Linked DNA regions of Hordeum vulgare: region 2 is linked to region 1. The links are chromatin contacts, called in public Hi-C maps. All regions are on one chromosome and are shown on one strand. The core of a region is the stretch at or near the end of the contact, and the rest is flanking DNA. Distances in the headings are between cores, read along the strand shown.

Region 1 (3,011 bases), core at 48-2,547:
TTGAGATAGTGAATTCTCTCTGTTGTTTATTCAAGAAACTCATGGTTTCTTTGGTCAAAGAGGCCATGGCTTGCTCCATATCATTTTCATCAATAGGGTCAGCGCACGGAGCGGATAGGAAATCTTGGACATCGATGCTGAGTTCAGGCAGCAACCAAGGCAGATGCCTCCACCGTGTAGAGAGCACACTTGTACTTGTACTTTTCATATGCCTCCGTGACTTCAGTTCACTTGTCACTATATATGTTATTCTCATCATATGTTATTTATCATCATTGCATATGTTATTCTCATCATTGCCAATGAAAAGTACGTCCAGATTCATAATTTTGCTTGTTAGGGGGGCGGGGGAGCAAAGACAAAACGAAGTCACGACAGCATGGTGAAACTTTGAAACCAAATCTGGCCATATTTTTTGGCTCTGTTTATTCAGTTCACTCCGACACAAGCACGGAAATTATTGGTATAATACGATAGACAAACAACTTAACAAAAATAAACGAATTGATAGTTTATTTATCCGAGTCCTCTTTTTTTCCAACAGAAACAGAATAGGCAAAAACTCCTTATCCAAACAACCTAATCCTAACCATATACGATACTACTCATCTAGCTAGCCTTCAAAGCGTGTATATATAAGATGGACTCAATCTACTATTGACTATTTTTGCTTACCTCGAAGATCAAACTTCACCGACGGTACCAATCCAACGGAGTTGCCGATGCAGGACGCGGAGGGAGAGAGGGGAGCCGACCGTGAGAAGGTAAAATCAATTCCTCCGTTCCTGCTCGATCTCCGCCCATCCGGGCGAGTACGGCTTGCTGCAGGGTGTCCTCACGCTCCACGGCGCGCGTGCCTCGCCGGGCGTTGCCAGTAGAATAGGCCGACCGCGCGTTGCCAGCCGAAGAGGCCGACCGACCTGGCGCCGCGCAGCCGGAGGCGCGGAGCGGGGGACGCGGGGCAGAGGGCGCCGCACGTGGATGCCGCCGACAGCGCGCTCGTCAGCGAGAGCGCTGCCCCCTGGACTTTGCAAGGACAGCACGGAGCAGTGGGGTTGGGGTGGGAGGCTGACGATGGCGAAGCCATGCCATAGGGAGAGGCGGGGGTCGCACAGTTGCTCCGGGAGGTATCAGTCACGCCGTCGCAATGCGTGCGCCACGGCGCGCCGGCGGCAGCATCGATGAGCTCCTGAGTGGATAACACGGGGAGGGGAAGGGGATGGGGAACGAGATGAGTGGTGATGGTGAGATAAGAGAGAGTGACGGGGATGGGAAACGGCGTGCTCTGGGACTGGTGTGTTGCCACGGGGATCGAGATAAGAGAGAGTGACGGAGATTAGTTAAACAGGTGTGTTGTCACGGGACCAATTAGCTTAAAACGACTGAATTCTTTGATAGTGCATTCAGGAACCACCAGACCAATTAGTTTGCTAGGCTGTATGAAAAATAACGACTGAATTCTTTGAAAGCAAGCCGACAGTGAGCTCCTGCACCACCAACACAGCATGGTGCCGCATTGTCGACTGCAGTATGATTTTTTGCCTATAGTGTCCACTGCAGTGTGATTTTTTGCCTATATCTCAAAAGGAATCACGGTTCAGAAAAGGCAGGGAAAAAAAATAAGTAGAATACTTTAGCTTAATTTTTGTCTATAACAGTTAACTGTACGTTTGTACGTGACTGGATCATAAAAATTAGCTATCGATGGATATTTCATACCCTGAAAATAGAAAGTGGCATGGCGTAAGTGCACTAGTTTCAGTTGTAGAATTGATTTTTGTTGCAACGCCGAAGTATATATTAGAGCATATTAAGCAAGGTATTTAGACAATATGTCATGGCTACCAAGTTTATTTGTTATCAATCTTTTTATTCTTTTATTTTGTAAGTTGCATATGAATTATGATATTGTAGCCCGAAAAAAATTAATACTCTATTCAAATTATATTTTATATATATTTCACTTTTGCAGGATGTGTTAGTCACAGATACGGATATTGATGACCATCGAAAGTTACCTATCAACAAGAGCCCGAAGGTGATAGATATGAATACCGTGGATCATCAAAAAAAAGCTACCGATAAGAGCCCGACGAATATGTCATTGGAAGAGAACAAAAACTCAGGAACTACTACACAACATATAGATACATCCAATTCAGGTCATACCAAACCAAAAAGAGCAAATACTAATATTACACCACAAGGTACTTACTTTTACAGTGCTTATCAACTTTTTCATTCTATTGGTCTTTTTTATGATCTACTAATTTGGTTTCATGTCGTCCCATGACAGATTATATTTGCACCCCGCACGATATTTCAATTATTAAAACAATCATGCCCTTACATTCAAATACTAAGTTGGTGCATATCAATGATGCATTATTATCAAGTGCTGAGATGAGATGTCTTACGCACGATGATGTGTTTTTGCACGATGAACTAAGTCAAACCACACACTCTTTTAAACTAACAAAAATGTATTCTATTTTCGCATGATAAGTGTATTAACATTTAAATGTATTCTATCTTCGAAACTATAGGTAATAAATGCATACATATATTGCATTAGTGCCCAGGAGCATCTACAAGATAGAGTGGGTGGAAAGGTACACATTGCAAGCATGTTTGTGTCTTCCCTGCTAAAGAAAGATGAGATATACCCATCAACACATCGTCACATTGTAAGACGAGTAAATACTTTTCTGGAGCATGACATGGTTAGTCTTAAGTCACTACACTTACATATAATGATGCAACACTTTTTTACGTGAGAGTAGTCACGTGTTATATTATATAATATTTATTGCTTTAGGTATTCCTTCCAATTAACATTACAAAATACCACTGGTATCTATCGGTTCTCAATGCGAAGAAATGAGAGATACATGTATTGGACTCACTTGGAATTGGCATGAACCGAAGTGACCTCACTATGACGGTAAATGTCTACTTCATGTGTCTCTTTCCCTAGACATTACATTTCATTTGCCTAATACGTGTTGACT
Region 2 (3,404 bases), core at 630-3,129, 170 kb after region 1:
TGCGGCGTCAACCTAAAATGGATACGGATTCGGACTTCTTTTCCAAGTTGTGATGAGGTGTCTTACGGGAGGTCCTATTGGACGCATATTGTGTTAAATTGTCGACGTTTCGCACAGGCTGCTGATCGAAGAGAAGTTGGGCCGGCCTATTCATCTGTTGCACGATTCCGGTTTTAGAAACCTTCCAGAGATTTTCAGCTGGTTTTTAATCTGTTTTGGAAACATTCTAGATTTTCCCAGCCATTTTTTACGGTTTTCGGAACTTTCTAAAAGATTCCCTCAACTGATTTTTTTTGTTTTTTGTTTTCTTTTTTATTTTTATTTTTCTTTTTCTGTTTCAAAAATGTTCTGGATTTTAAAAAAATGTTCCCAATTTGAAAACAAATGTTCCAAAATTGGAAAAATGTTCTGGAATTTGAAAAAATATTCCGGATTTTCAAAAAAATGTTCCAGGATATTACAAAAAGTTTTGGAGTTTCAAAAAATGTTCCGGAATTTAAGAAAATCTTCCAGAATTTGAGAAATAATTCCGAAATTTGAAAAATGTTCAGAAATATGAAAACCCCTCCAGAATATAAAAAAAGTTCAGGTATTTAAAATAATGTTCTAGAATTTAGAAAATGTTCCGGATTTTGAAAAATGTTTCCGCAATTTGAAAATTGTTCCGTAATTTTAAAAATTGTTTCGGAATTTAATAAAATGTTTTCGCATTTTACATAATCTGCCGGAATTTGGAAAAATGTTCCGAATTTGATAAAATGTTCCAGATTTTTGAACAATGTTCAGGAATTTGGAAAAAAAATGCTCTGGAATTTTAGAAAAGAAATCTGAATTTCTTATATAAATATTTCGTATTTTTGGATAAAATTTTCCGTAATTTAGAAAATGTTCCAGAAGTTGGAAAATATTCTGGCAGTTGAAAAAAATGTTCTAGAATTGTAAAAAATAGAAAAACATTTACTAGAATTATTTCAAATAAAAAATAAGCTGGGTCAGAATGTTACTGTCTTCACGTTTGTATAAAAAAATCTTGTTTTACCAAAAATCTTTTGTTTTTTAAATTGTTCACAAATGGAAAACTTGTTCAAATTTTCTTCACCAATACTGAAAATATTCATGATTTAAAAATGTTCGGGGATTTTAGAAAATGTTCTTCATTTTCTAAAAAAGGTTTTTTCATTCTCAAAAAATGTATGGAAGTTTAAAAAAAATTCAGTTTCAAAAACTGTACATAGCTTCAATTAATGTTCCCGCTTGAATATTTATTCACAACTTTTCAGAAATGTTCGTGTTTCCAAAAAAATCTCATATTAAACAACTGCACAACTTTTCAAAAAATGTTCCTGTTTGCAAAAAGGTACATTTTTTGAAAAGATGAACGTTTCCAAAAGAATGGTCGAAATGAAAAAATAGTGTCATTCTCAAAATAATTCTTTTTTTTTCAAAAACTGCACATTTTTGTAACTTCTGAACATTTTCCAAAATTTTGATCTTTTTGTTAATTCTGAAGAACAAGAAGCAGAAGAATAAGTAAATAAAATAAATAGCATAAAAACTGAAAAAGAAAAGGAGAAAAGGAATCGAAAAAAGAAAAAGAAATAAACTAGAAAAGAAACAAAATGAATTAATAAATTTAAAAAACAAAAAAAAGAAACAGAAGAAACCGTATATATACTAGTTTAAGATCTTTATAGAAGGTTCCCAAAACTAGTTAGGTACCTTCTAGAAGGGTCCATAAACCGGACGTTGTAACTTGTGAGTTCTCACACAATTGGGCCAGTCCATTTCGATCGCCAGTTGGTTCGTCTCAGTGTGAATGATTGACACGGTGCCGCAATGAGCGGTGCATAGGACCTCCTGTGTTTTATAGTCCGACTCAGAGAACAACGATCTAAGTTAGGTTTAAAACTTGTTTGGTTGGCATCCTGGACCTGATCCTTGCTGGACCCGCCTAGATCAAAAACTCCTATCTAACGCCCTATTTGACGCTTCGCCGAAGACTACTCCAGGCGTGCTGGCCCACGTAATGGCTGTTCTGTTTTGGTATTTTTCTTCGTTTTTAATTGTTTATTTTTCTCTTTTTATGATTTTTTGTTTATCTTCTATTTGTTTTATTTAGCTCATTTTCTTTTCCTATAAGGTTAATTATTTCTAATATACGAAAAAAATAATTTAAAACTCATACTGAACTTTATCAGTATCTGGTGAACATTTTTAATAAACATATTGAATATATTTTTAGTATACAATAAATACTTTTATTATATACACTAAAATTTATATAGAATACCATGAAATTTTATAATTATATGATCAATATAATTTGATATACTTAGAACATTTTTCTAATATATGGTGAACTTTTTTTAGTGTACACATATTAAAAAATGTGTAATGTATTATAACAAAAATATCATCGCATAATAAGAAAATATTTAGTCTATTCTAAAAATATCCATCATATACTAAAAAATACTGGTATGTATTTGAAGAATGTTCACCACCAGCGCGACCCCACCCTCGTTTCCACCACCGATTCCTCAACATCTCGTACCCATCACTCTGTTGTGCGCATCTCGTGGACGGTAGTGATGATGTTCCCGCTGTGGCCAAGGTCATGTCCGACACGTCAAGATCAATGAGGTCACCATGCACGTGTTGTAGGAGGAGCTCGCACATGTCACCATACTCAAGACTTCAACAACCCCATGTACACTCGTGATAGGCGCACCACCGTCCTCGGATAGCAGTGGTTCCTTCACGAGATCATCAACCATCTACCCCAAGGTAAATTTAGATATTTAAATGTCTCTTCACTCTACTTGGGTTAACTGTGGTACAGTTCTAGTGTATGTAGAAGAGTAGAAGCACAGGGCTTCATAGAGGCATTATATTTGTGTAAAGGCCTCAGATAACGATGTGCATGATGGCAAGGCTATCGACAAAGCTCCTAGGTAACCGAGGGAGAGAGAGAGAGAGACCCATCAAGTTAGTGGGTTGGCAATATGGCACAGCTACAGCGACGTGGTTGTCAGTGTGTCCTTGCCTTTGGCTCCACTATTGCTCGGCATCGTACTTTCCCTACACCATCAACACCCCTCCCTGTCGTCTTTGCTCTGCTCGATGTGTTCCACTTCTGCGTCATCATGCCTCCTATTTCTCACCGAATGGCTACACCAACATGGCTCACCTCCATGTACCATTGATATTGAGATCGCAGGCCTAAGTTTCAACGCACATCCTATGTTTAGTTACTTGATATCAAGGCTAGTTTCACTCGATGCCAAAGTAAACTACCACATGTAAGTTTCGGGCACGCATTTGTTTCAGATTCGGGATTTCATGGTTGTCGAACTTTTTCTCATATGGTGTAGTAGAAATGCAAGCTTCATTATCTTGCAGTT

The links. A called contact is a pair of places that touch in the nucleus more often than the background predicts.
Region 2: a Hi-C map of seedling shows a contact between it and region 1, with 5 times the contacts expected there. The contact joins the enhancer-like site here to the promoter of LOC123425760 in region 1. A contact is called at or near these places in 2 of 6 Hi-C or Micro-C datasets (leaf and seedling).

The regions. Positions count from the first base shown.
Region 1 is chr2H:184,928,421-184,931,431 of MorexV3_pseudomolecules_assembly, forward strand. LOC123425760 reads right to left here and starts at 1,298. Exons shown (of 14, transcript XM_045109480.1): 1 at 676-1,298.
Region 2 is chr2H:185,099,367-185,102,770 of MorexV3_pseudomolecules_assembly, forward strand. No RefSeq gene overlaps it. Among protein-coding and RNA genes, the nearest start is that of LOC123425760, 170 kb to the left of the region's middle. Within about 2 kb of position 1,880, at least 3 of the 3 cell types and tissues checked have open chromatin away from gene starts, as enhancers often do. A contact at or near this core is called in leaf and seedling, where this site is marked.